Regions from separate parts of the Mus musculus genome. Here region 2 is linked to region 1. A link is a contact called in public HiChIP or PLAC-seq data. All regions are on one chromosome and are shown on one strand. The core of a region is the stretch at or near the end of the contact, and the rest is flanking DNA. Distances in the headings are between cores, read along the strand shown.

Region 1 (6,033 bases), core at 2,676-5,175:
CACGCCCGTGTGTGTGTGTGTGTGTGTGTGTGTGTGTGTGAGTGAGAGAGTGTGCGCGTATGCATGAAAAATCACCCTTGTGGAGAACTGGCTTAGACTATGAAGTGCTGACATCTGTTGTTCTCTCTCTCTCTCTCTCTCTCTCTCTCTCTCTCTCTCTCTCACTTGATGTTGATACTTTAGTTAAACATTCATTTTTTAAAAAGTCATCAGGGCTGAGCCTGTTAGTGTGCTTCTTTAACCCTGCCAGAGGCAGGGTGATCCCTGAGTTCTTGGGCCAGCCTGGTCTACATAGCATATTTAAGGCCAGCGAGGGAGACCCTCTCTCAAAACAACAACAAAAGCCATTAAGACTGTCCTTGAGGAGTCGGGCATGCCTTTAATGCTAGCACTCAGGAGGCTAAGTCACATTCGTCTCTGTGACCAGACTGGTCTACAGAGTGAGCTCCAGGTTATCCAGGTCTGCTACATTGAGAAACCCTATCTTGAAAAAACAGACAAACAAAAGATTGTCCTTGAGGATTTGCTGTATGGGTCTCAGCCTGTGGGTCTCAGCCCCTTTGGGGGTATCAGATGACTCTTTCACAGGGGTTGCCAAGACCGGCAGAAAAAAAGATATTTACATTACAATTTATTGATCCATAACAGTAGCAAAGTTATATTTATGAAGTAGCAACAAAAAATAATTTATGGTTGGGGTTACTACAAAATGAGGAACTGTATTAAAGGGTTGCACTATTAGGAAGGTTAAGAACCACTGACTTAGAGAGTGAAGGCACACATGGTGGCAGGCAAGAACCAACTCTCACAGATTGTCCTCCGATCTGCACGCGCGCGTGCACACACACACACACTATAAATAAAAATGTTTCTGTGTATAAGCCTGAGTATATGTATGTGCACCATAGCCTGTGTGAGCCTGCAGTTATTAGTAGAGAGTGTTAGGCTCTCTGGAACTGGGGTTACAGGTATTTGTGAGCCTTGTAGGTAGGTACTGGGTACCTAAGCCTTCTGCAAAAACAGTAACTACTCTTAACCCTTTCTCCAGTCCTAATACATGCAGTTTTAAAACCTGAGTGGCCCTGGACTTGATACGGTACAAAGCATTTGGATTAGTACTGGCCCTTCTTAGTTTCTCAAGTGTTGGTTAGCCAGTTGGTACTGGAAGTCTGCTTGAGTCCACCCTGGAAGTGCAGGTTCCCGGCCTTGCTCTGTGCACTCTGTGTGCACTGAAGCAGGCGGGGAGAGCGATGTTTATGAAGCTCACCGTGTCTGTTACTAAAACAGGACACAGGAGGGAAAGGTCACTAGGCAGAGGGTGGAGGTTTCTCTTTGAGGGACTTGGTGAGTGGGGAAAGGTTTCTTAGTCTTTGATGAAATGTCAACTATTAATTTCGTACTTTTCACTTTCTCTTCTACCAGAAACCTGAGTTATAACAGACTCTCCGAGATCGACTCTGCTGCTTTTGAGGACTTGACGAATCTGCAGGAAGTGTGAGTGTCCCCTAAAGCCATAGGGGTGGAGGGCAAGAACGATCTGGGGGAAATCTTATTCTATTATACTGTTCTCACTCTCCCGGGTGGCTGGTCTCAACTTATAGGAAGGAACATTTGCATATGGTCAGCCATAGATGGATGCTTGTGTTCACGTAATGCCAATTTCCCGAGTAATGGTCCCAAAACACAGGGTTAGTGATATGACAATAGGATATGCCAAAAAGAAGCTCTGAAGTGGTTCCTTTAAGTGAGAAAATGAAAATACAGTAAGGTTTTGTGTAAGAGATCAAATTCGCATAAATTTTATAATATAAGTGTTCCTTAAATTATTGTCAATCTCTTTCTATGGTTGACTTTTGTATGGAAAAGGACTATATATAGAATTTCAGGTACCCATGGAGGTTGAGGAGTGGAGCCCTCATAGATAAAGGGGTGCCATGTTAAATTCCTTTCCCTTTGCTGTAGGCCCCGTTTTCTATGAAGGGCATGCTACAGTGCAGTAGGTGTAGTATTATTGGAAATCCTGGTTGCCCAATGGGAGTATAAGAGAGTGTCCTTTGATGGAAGGTCCTGTTGACTGATTGGGGAACACTTCTGTGCCAGTGCATTCTCACAGGTGCCATAGAGGTATAATAGTGTAGTCAGTGGTGGTACCTGGTGCTAGCCCACCACTTGCAGTTTCCACAAACCTGGCAAGAAGCATGGGCAATAGAGGCTCCTCTTCCCTGTCCCGTCTAGCAAACCAAGCATCACTGTCACTGAGCACCAGGCTTGCTACCTCTTGAGCATCCTTTAATGCAGGCCCTAGACATTCTGTATATTATAAAGATTTATGCTTTGGTACATCCATTGGGATTATCAAGAATTTTAGCCCCACAGCAAGTTTACAGAAATTTCATGTAAGTTGTGCAAAGCTCTCGTGATTACTTGCTGTAAACTACACACATAAATGCATATAGGTTTAGAATCTAATGTATATTATAGTTCTTTTTCCTTGTATTTTTTTTCCCAAGACAGTCTTGCTGTAAGCCCAGGTTGGTCTGAAATTCATAATTCTTTTGCCTTAGCCTCCCAAGTGCTTGGAAATATAGGTATTTATGGATTTATATCTGGCTTGCCCAATACTTCTCACAGTTAAAAATATTTTGTTGTATAAATTAAAATTTTCCCACATTATTTAGAGACTTCATTAGGATTACTTTCATCTATCTTAGGAAGTTTCTGCTGCACTGGTTCCCATACTCCCTCGCCAGTGCCCCTCACTTCTGGCTGTCTCTCTCTACATTTCTTCCTTCAACCCCACTTCTGCTCCCCCTCCCCACTTGATCTTTCCATCCTGTCATGCCCCTCCAACCCTCCAGGCCTTCCAATGTGCTCTATGCTCTTTTATGAATATTTATATAAAATTACTATAAATCATTATCAAGTTGTGTTATAGCATTTTAGCAACTCATTAAGTTCTCTACACATTTTTACTCCAGGCAGTTGAGGAAAGTCTTTGGTGGCTAGTCTTTGTTCCATTGTAGCGGTATATCTAATGAAACCTTAATTTTACTTACTGATATAGTTTGCAAAATAGCTGCATTCCCTATCCTCATGGCCAGATTTTATGGCCTTTATGTCTTTTTTTCAAAGCATAGACTTCCAGGGTTAAATCCCAGAGTTGGAAATGCCTTGTGTTGTGCCTTCATTTGCCCATGAGGTCAGTGAGACGGGTGTGGGAGGATGAAAATGTGAAGGCGGCCAAGGCTTCAGTAACAGATCCCGTAGACCGCTGGCTTCATTAGCAGAGGCTGACTCCTCCTGGTGGGGAGCTAGAAGGCTGTAGGGCTGGCTTCACCTGCGCGCCCTCTCCTTAGCTTGCAGGCGGTTGCAACTTACTGTGTCTTCTCTTGGTCTTTCCTCTGTGTTCATGGAATCTCTGGTTCTCGTGATGCATCCTGATTTCCTTTTGTACAGATACCGGTCACATCACTCAGGATCCACCCATGTGGATCTCACTTAACCTTAGTGACATCTCCTACCCCTGTGCTAGAGATTAATTGCAGAGCCTGGACCATGCAAGCCAAACAGTCCACACCAAGCTGCAGCCTCAGCCTCCTGAGTCTTTAAAGGCTTGTCTGTAAACATCTATACTCTGACGTCCTGGAGCTTTGTCCTTCAATACTGATTTGAGGAAGGGGACACAGTTCAGTCAGTCATAGTTTTCTAAGTTGGTAAGCTTAGTCTACCAGGAGCCCGTTGACTTTATAACCCAGGGCTTTGCTGTGCTTTGCTTTGGTACAGGATGGTGTTGACTCTTGCGGTTATCCTACGTTCAAATTCTCTTGTCATTCTCAGAGATTATTATTGGAAGAGATTAGAATTATGCCATTTCCTGTGACATCACAGACTTCCGTTTATACTTACTTGAGTGTCTGCTTTGTGCCAGGTGCTCTTCTGAGCCAAGCGAGCTACAAAAATAGGTCTGTGACTAGGATGAGGCAAGAGAAGGCCTGTCCTTAGGCACTGATGTCACAAGGGTGCCAAAGCTTACCAGCCACGATAATGGATATTTTGACGTCACATTTAAAAAGTCAAGACGAAGAATATTTTAGAAAGTGTACAGTGAGCAAAACATGGAAAGTCTGAATCAGTGTTGCTGGTGTTTTCCCTTCCATCTCAGCTCCAGACTGGCTTGACCACGCTGTTTTTGATCTATCTTGTCTCGGACTTTTGAGTTCGTTCATTATGTGTTTCACATTCATTTTGACCTTTATCTTAAATTCTGGTAATAGATTCAGTGTCCTGCCTTTCAGACATATTGTAAGCTCGTTCTTTATTTTCCCTACATATCTGTACCTTGCTCGTGAGCTTTCTGCTTCCATGTGGTTTTACTCCTTTGACCTACCCCCTCCCCCTCACCCCTCACCCCCAGAATCTCCATCATACCATAGCTAGGAAGGGGCCCCCCGTGTACCACAGACCGCCCTGTTCTCTGTGACTGCAAGGCCTCCCGGTGGGAAAATGGTTGTTCTGGTAGCAAGAGTGCTAGATTTGAGATTCTAGTTCTGGATCTGTTCCTGCACAAGTGACTTGGCTCTTCAGTGTCCCTTTCCCTTTCTGTGACATGGACAGAGTGACCCATGGTCAGTGCCTGATGTGCATGTGTGACTCCTTCCTGCTTTTGGAACCTGCAGCTCCCATCCTGAGTGCGTTGTTTAGAAACACATCCTTGAGGCTGACAGAGCGGACTGCTTGCCACTGCTGACTGCCTCCTACCTCTGTGGATCATAAGTTGAATTCATCATGCCCAGGGCAGCAAAATGAACTTCTCAGTGGTGGAGACCCAGGACTTTCCCTTAGAGAATTCTGGTAAATCCTGGTGACTCAAAGAGGTACCAGCAGTGAGTGGTGGAAACTAGGTAAGAATATGGAAGGGGAAAAAACCAAACCAAACCAAAACAAAACAACACAACACAGCCCACAGTTGACACACCAGTGCTTCCAAATTAACTGGGCTCAAGTCGGTTCTCCCGGACCTTGCGGTCTTCAGAGCCAAAGGCGGGTGCAGGAGTTGTGGTGGCTTAGCAGTGGTTTAATTTTAGAGGCTCTAGAACCACATAACATTGTGGGTTGGGAAGAGAGAGAGAAAGCAAGCCCTTTGGAGGCTCCTGGAGGACATGTGCAGCTGCTTCCAAGCCACAGCTCTCCACTGCTCACAACCCTGAGGAAAGCCCATCAGGGAGTGCCCTAACCCGGAGTGCTGGACACCGAGTCCTCTATAATCAGAGGGCTATTTATACAGTCCTCTATGAAAAGGCCCTTGGATCACATTACTGTGGTGGCTTGGGGGTGCTTGCTACTAAGCTGCTTTGCTGGGGCCACTGCCCTACACGCTTCCTGGAGAGGGTAAGGGAGCCCTGCCTTCAGGTATTTATGGCTCAGCTCTGCTCTGTCCATGCTGCTGCTCTTTCTCTCACCCTGCTGTGTGCATGCACAAGAACAGGTGCAGAGGGTTGGGATGGCTGTGACGTGAAGGAAGACTGAACTACTGAGGAGTGTTTGATAGACTGCGGCTGTTAGTTAATAGCTAATAGCTGTTATTGCTATTAGTGCTGACTGATAAGTATTTCCCATGTAAGTATCCACAGCCTAAACTTTTAGATTTATTTCTCCTGGATCCTGCCAAAGCCCCATGACTCTGGTACATGTATTATTTACATTTTTTTTTAAAAGAGGAAGACTAAGGTTCAGCAAGGTTAGGTGGCATGCTGAGGATCATTTGATTGGTACGGAGTAGAAGAATCGCTCTCTGTTTTTTAACAATCTGTTGCTGTATGACCACATGCCTCTGACATTGTAATTGAGTGTACTCCTGAAGGACTGGTGTGTTACTCAGACTTTGGACAGAGCTGGACACACACTCATCTTTCACCCTTCTTGTCATATGCGACTATTAACTTGGACCTCCATATCCATGGATTTGTCATCTGTGGATTCAGCCAACCACTGATTGATAATTGAAAAATGCATCTGCTTGCAATGCACAAATGT
Region 2 (5,905 bases), core at 678-3,177, 2.6 Mb before region 1:
CACAGTGTTTCTACTTCCAATTCAGGAAGCATGCCCAACCTAGCACAAAAGGATCCTTTGAGGAACGGTGTCTACTCCAAAGGTCAGGACCCACCTCCTTCCGGTTACTATATCGCTGGATATCCACCGTATGCAGAGTGTGACCTGTATTACAGTGGTGGCTACGTCTACGAGAATGACACTGAGGGACAGTACAGTGTCAATCCTTCTTACCGATCCTCAGCTCACTATGGATATGACCGCCAGAGGGACTACAGCAGGTCTTTCCATGAAGATGAAGTAGACCGCGTGCCACATAACCCATACGCAACTCTCCGGCTGCCAAGGAAGGCGGCCGTGAAATCTGAGCACATCACCAAAAACATCCACAAGGCCTTAGTTGCTGAGCACCTGCGTGGCTGGTACCAGAGGGCTTCTGGACAAAAGGATCAGGGGCACAGCCCACAGACGAGCTTTGACTCAGACAGGGGATCGCAGAGGTGCCTGGGATTTGCAGGGCTGCAGGTCCCCTGTTCTCCAAGCAGTCGAGCATCTTCCTACTCTTCAGGTAAGACTGCTGGGGGAAGCACATCACTCCAGGGGCCACCATGTATCCCAACCCATCCCAAACCACTCCTGTCCAGGGTCATAAATTGGTCCCCGAGGTCATTCAGAGTGGTGGTCATTAAGTGGACCCGTAATAAGAACTGCCAACTTGAACAGCTTTCAGAGAGCATTAGAGCCTGATGAAGCCATTTGTAGATCTGAGCCGGGCAAACACAGGATGAGGGCCCAGTCTGTGTGTTGTCCTGGCTTGGTGCTTGCTCCAGCTTTGTGCTATCTTCACCTCATATTGATAGCCACATCTCTTAAAAGTATTCTCATCACTGGAGTTTGATGTTTTGAAAGAATAAAGAGACACATAAAGTCAGCAGAAGGCATTAAGTAAGGATCACACATCCCTTCCCACTGGCCAAGATGTCATAAATCTAAAGATCGAATATTCCTGCACCTGCCTGCGTAACGCCTACAGTCATTCCGATAGAACTGGTATTTGTCAAGTATTTTTCTACATACTTTGCTTATCTTATCTCAGTCTATACTGTTCTCAACTGAATTGCTAATGTAAGGAATTTGGGAGGCTGGGGTCATAGCTCAATGTTTGCCTGGGGTTCTTGAAAACCTGATTCCATGCCCACCGTCATTACTGAAAACTCCAGGAATTTTGGTAGCTAATTTTGATCATCAAAAGCATTCTCTTTCTAACCCTGAAATGGGGAGCTGGCTACTCCCTCTGCTCCCATTTGCAGAGTACCTGCTGCACACCCTAACCTGTTCTGAGTAATTTGGAGAAATAGGAGCTGAGGACTGGTCTGCCCAGCATAGTGCTAGGTCAGTATTGAAGGACCTCAAGGTCCTTTGAAGGGTGTCATCAGCAACTAAAGGAATGTATGAGTTGAAGAAATGCATGAATGCTTAAACTACACAAAAACCTGGGTCCTAGGTGGGAATTTCCAAGCCTGTGGAACAGTCAGAGTGAGCTGTTCCTTTGTGATTCATAAGATTGTTGACAAGAGACATTGCCATGGAGAGTACTGCTTGGGTTCTATTTTATTACTATTTCTGCGACCTGGACTTCCGGGATTATCCCACCTATGACCACATCTAACACAGGAAGAGGTGTCTATCACTGTTTCTTGTGGTTTATGGCTCTGATGTAGAGGACACCTATCCTGCTCAGAGGACCTCCTGAACTTCCTCAAAGCTCAGGGTGAAGCATGGAAGGCTTTCACGGGTCACATCTGGAGAGAGTTCCCCAAGAATGAGAGCAAACAGGGGTCTGGAAATTCTTGTGGATGGCTTTTGGTGCGCACGCAGGGCTGGGGAAACACCCACAGGAAACCAGGTGTGAGTCAAAACCCTTGAGTGTCTTGGCTGTTGGTTTTGTATCTAGGGCAAGGGTGAAAACGGAGTTACTGCTTCCTGGTTCAGACCTGGTATCAGTTCTGCTGACTGCACCACCAAGAGCATTCCTCCTTACCCCATCCCCCACCCCCTTGACGTTTTTTAAATAGGATCTTACAGTGCATCCAGGGTTGACCTCAAACTCATGAGTCCTCTCCCATGCCTGCCCTACCACACCTGGCTAAGAGCATCTTTTAGAAAGAATTAAGTGGATGAAATCAAGGCTCCCGGAAATCCCTTCTGGAATGTTCCTGCCCCTACTTTATAGCTTTGGAGATGTATTTCTACAGGCTCCGATCATTCACACGGAGAGCTACATTTCCTGTTTCTGGTTAGTCAGACTCTGCACCACCTGAAGGCTTCGTCATGACTCAGTTTCAGGAGTGATCATAGCCACCTTTTCTTGGCAGCTCTGTGTCAGGGTGCCCTTTTAATGGGAGCAGCAGGGCTGTAGGGCGAGAGCTGTGTGTTATGATTCTTATTTTACAGTTAAGGTGACTCTCTCTGGTTTAGATAGAGTTTGAATGACTGCCAGTCCCGTAGGCTGGCAGGTGACAAAGTAGGGCTTCCATCCCAGGGCTAACAGTATGACCCCCGCAGGCTTCAGAGCCCTTCCCTCGGTGCTCAGTCTTGGAAACCCTCCGTGAGCATCCTACATCTGTTAGTGTAAATCAAGTGGCATTGTGGCCAAAGACGCATTGTGAAGTTTGTCAGTGGCAAATGCAAGTGGCTTGTGGGTGTGGAAAGAGGTCAGTGGACAGAACGTGAGGAACAGGAAGAACAGTGAGCAGGGCTGTCTGTGAGGCTTAGACACACACAGAGCTGCCGAGTCACCTGTGCAGCCCAGGCATGGGGCAGGACTGGTTCCACAAAGAGAAGAGCAGAAACCCAGTGATAACCAGTGACACCCAGTAACATTCCTTCAATCAGGCTCTGCTTCCAAATTGTACCCTTGTCATCTCCTGGATCCACCCTTCTGCAAAGCTAGCCTCTTCCACCTCCTGCTAGCTTCACCCTCCACTTTTCAGTCAACAATAGAAAACGCCCTGCCTTACCAGTGGCCAGTGTTGCCTTCAGCAGTCAAGTCTTGACAAGTGACCTGGCTGAAGGCTTTTCCTCCACATTCCTCTCGACGGATTCTCAAGTACCATCTGGTCGGATCTGAAGCCCAGGTGGCAAGGTTCTCTCCCTTTGAGAATCCACTCCCTTTTCCTTCTGGGCTACTTCAAAACGGGTGTTCTTGAAAATAATTCTGTCTTCCCTTTGGACTAACTCCTGTTAATAGTAATACTTACCATGTTGCGAGCCTTTATTCTGCACTAGGCTAACTATGTTCATCATAACCTTCAGTCCTGGTGCTGTCACCACAGAAAATGTACTTACCCTCTCCACAATAAGAAAACTGAAGCTTCAAAAGGAGGAGCTATTTGCCCAAGTCACTCAGCCGGCTATTAACCCAGAAAATTGAACTGATTATCAATTCTGGCTCAGATAGGGGTTTCTCGTTCTCAGAGGTAGAACAGAGGCAAGGCCTGGACCCACCCCCTCAGCAGTGGCAAACACAAAACTAAACCCAGGCTTCCATCTCTCTGCTCTGCACATACCGGAGTGTGAAGCAACCTGAACAGATTTAGCTTGGAATAGTTCAACTAACGTTCTCTCTCTTTCTGTTCTCATTTCTAGTGTCTTCCACAAATGCTTCTGGGAACTGGAGGACCCAGTTAACCATTGGGCTATCTGAATATGAAAATCCAGTGCATTCTCCCTACACCAGCTACTATGGCAGCATCTACAATCCCTTGTCCTCTCCGAGCAGGTGAGAAAGTGTTGGCCAGGTTCTCGGAGCCTGGTCCTCTTTGAAGGACGTGTGGCTCCTACACTGCAGCCTGGTGGTGAAGAGGCATAAAGTGGGATTTGGTAAACAAGAGCCTACAGGCCCAACCCAACTACCACCATATTCAGTAAATAGTGTTACACTGGAAAGTGGCTATGCTCATTACTCTACCTGTAAGCTGTGTGTGTGTGTTCACACTCTGAGGACAAAGATAAATGGCTGTGACAAATAAGACATGGCTAGCAAAGCCAAAAATACTTTTGACTTCTAAAGTTTCCTGAGCTCCATGTAGCTCACCCAAATTCAGCTCTATCTCTTACAGCTGTACACTTTAAAGTCATAGTCTCAAAGCCGGGCTGCTCCTTCTGGTCTATTTTAAGGGTGTGCTTAAAACTGTATTGTGGATAATGTCCATTTAAGTCTTTTCTGGGAAAGAGAAAACCTACACACACACACACACACACACACACACAAAACCAATCTCTGTCCTCCAGTCAAGCTCTTTGTATCAAAGTCCAGCTAACAGTTGTTGAGTTGGATTTCGCCACTTGCTGTGTTTTGTGATCACTAAGACACGGTGGACACAGCCAGCTGTCCTGTTTGTCTTCTGATGTAGCTCCTTGTAAACAGCGAAGGGAACACACGGGCACAGTGCTTGACAGTGCGACTTTAAAGAAACGTGACTTCTTCCGATGAGCACGTGACTCCCCTGGCATAGATGCTAGGCAGGTGGATGGAGCAAATGGTCGTCGTATCATCTCGGGCCTGTTAAAAGGAACTCTTCGGAGGAGGAGAAGTTAGCTTCACTCCTTCCTCTTATCTCTGCCGCCCTCACCCAGAGTGCTGTGAAGACACGCATTTTCTGGGTTTTTAAAAACTTGCTCTTGCTGTAGAGACTGCAGTCTGTACAGTGTCTGTGCTATTGAACTGGGCAGGTCGGCAGCACCCCACGGAGGCAGCTGGTGTTCCGAGCTAATTGGAAGTATTCACTCCTCCCGTCCTTGTTTTTCTTCCCCACATTCCATGGCGTTTTTCTTGGCTTGAAATATTAAGCCAATTGTCTCAACCCAACAAAGGGTGTGCTCAAAATAGACTTTTGGTGAAACTGTACTTCACAGGGCGTCAGCGGGCTGGGACTTGTATAAATAATGCTTAAAAATGAGTTTGCAGCAGGATCCAAAATTCATGGCCCCAAGTCTGATCTGAACCCTTTCAACACAGCTAATATATTTGCAGATATTTTCCGTAATTGGACAATGTTTCCCTCCGTTCTGCAGAGTCAGTGCACAAGTGGTTCCGATATCTTTTAACACTGCGTTCATTGAATCCAGGAACTGCTAAACATTCTGAGAAGAAAACTTTTTTTTTTTTTACCAAGTCTGCTTATGTATTTCAGTAAGACCAAGATGACTGAATAGAGGAGCTGTGTCAAAGGGGACATAGTGTGCAGGAAATTGGAAGCTATTTAAAGCTCCATTGTGGTGTGGGTGGGTGTTCACACTCACAGGCCCTCATTGTGGAGAACATAAGGGAAATAATAAAGAACTAGAAAGATAACAATGGAGCTGTAATCTCACCAACCAGAGACAGGAATACTAACATTTGACACATTTCTCCATTTCTCTCTGTCCATTCTAACATGATCATAATGATATAGTAAATACAGTTTTGCATCTTATATTATGTATAAAATTATACATCTCATTCTCAAAATTTTGATATCATATAAATACATTCCTATGTAGTTAAACTTTTTTGGGTGGTTTGGATTTTTTTTTCAAGACGTGGTTTCTCTGTGTAGCCCTGGCTGCCCTGAAACTTAATTTGTAGACCAGGCTGGTCTTGAATTCAGAGATCCACCTGTCTCTGTCTCCTGAGTGCTGGGATTAAAAGCAAGCCCACCGCCTAGCTAAAAGTGTGTTTTGTAAGTTCCTGCTTTTCAGATGAATGACAACATTTATGGCACAGAAATAATAGAAGCACATATTTCAACCTGCCCTATGTAGGATTTAAAAAAAAACAAAACTATGATACAATCTGATTTTTTAATTTAATTCAATTTAATAAACCAAACACAACAATAACCATTCATAAAGTTTCATAAATTTGCCTTAAGACTACATGATG

Evidence for each region. HiChIP or PLAC-seq counts read pairs in DNA pulled down with a chosen protein or histone mark.
Region 2: an H3K27ac HiChIP or PLAC-seq map of regulatory T cell precursor shows a contact between it and region 1, with 18 times the contacts expected there. The contact joins two enhancer-like sites. A contact is called at or near these places in 1 of 484 Hi-C or Micro-C datasets (Th1 cells) and 2 of 115 datasets of contacts at active chromatin or transcription factors (regulatory T cell precursor and thymic regulatory T cells).

What each region holds. Positions count from the first base shown.
Region 1 is chr6:94,659,388-94,665,420 of GRCm38.p6, reverse strand. Lrig1 (leucine-rich repeats and immunoglobulin-like domains 1) reads left to right here. Exons shown (of 19, transcript NM_008377.2): 2 at 1,423-1,494. Among named protein-coding and RNA genes, the nearest start is that of Lrig1, 38 kb to the left of the region's middle. Within about 2 kb of position 3,925, at least 27 of the 459 cell types and tissues checked have an H3K27ac peak or open chromatin away from gene starts, as enhancers often do. A contact at or near this core is called in Th1 cells, regulatory T cell precursor and thymic regulatory T cells, where this site is marked.
Region 2 is chr6:97,290,218-97,296,122 of GRCm38.p6, reverse strand. Frmd4b (FERM domain containing 4B) reads left to right here. Exons shown (of 23, transcript NM_001346637.1): 21 at 1-547; 22 at 3,628-3,760. Among named protein-coding and RNA genes, the nearest start is that of Gm32191, 40 kb to the right of the region's middle. Within about 2 kb of position 1,927, at least 90 of the 459 cell types and tissues checked have an H3K27ac peak or open chromatin away from gene starts, as enhancers often do. A contact at or near this core is called in Th1 cells, regulatory T cell precursor and thymic regulatory T cells, where this site is marked.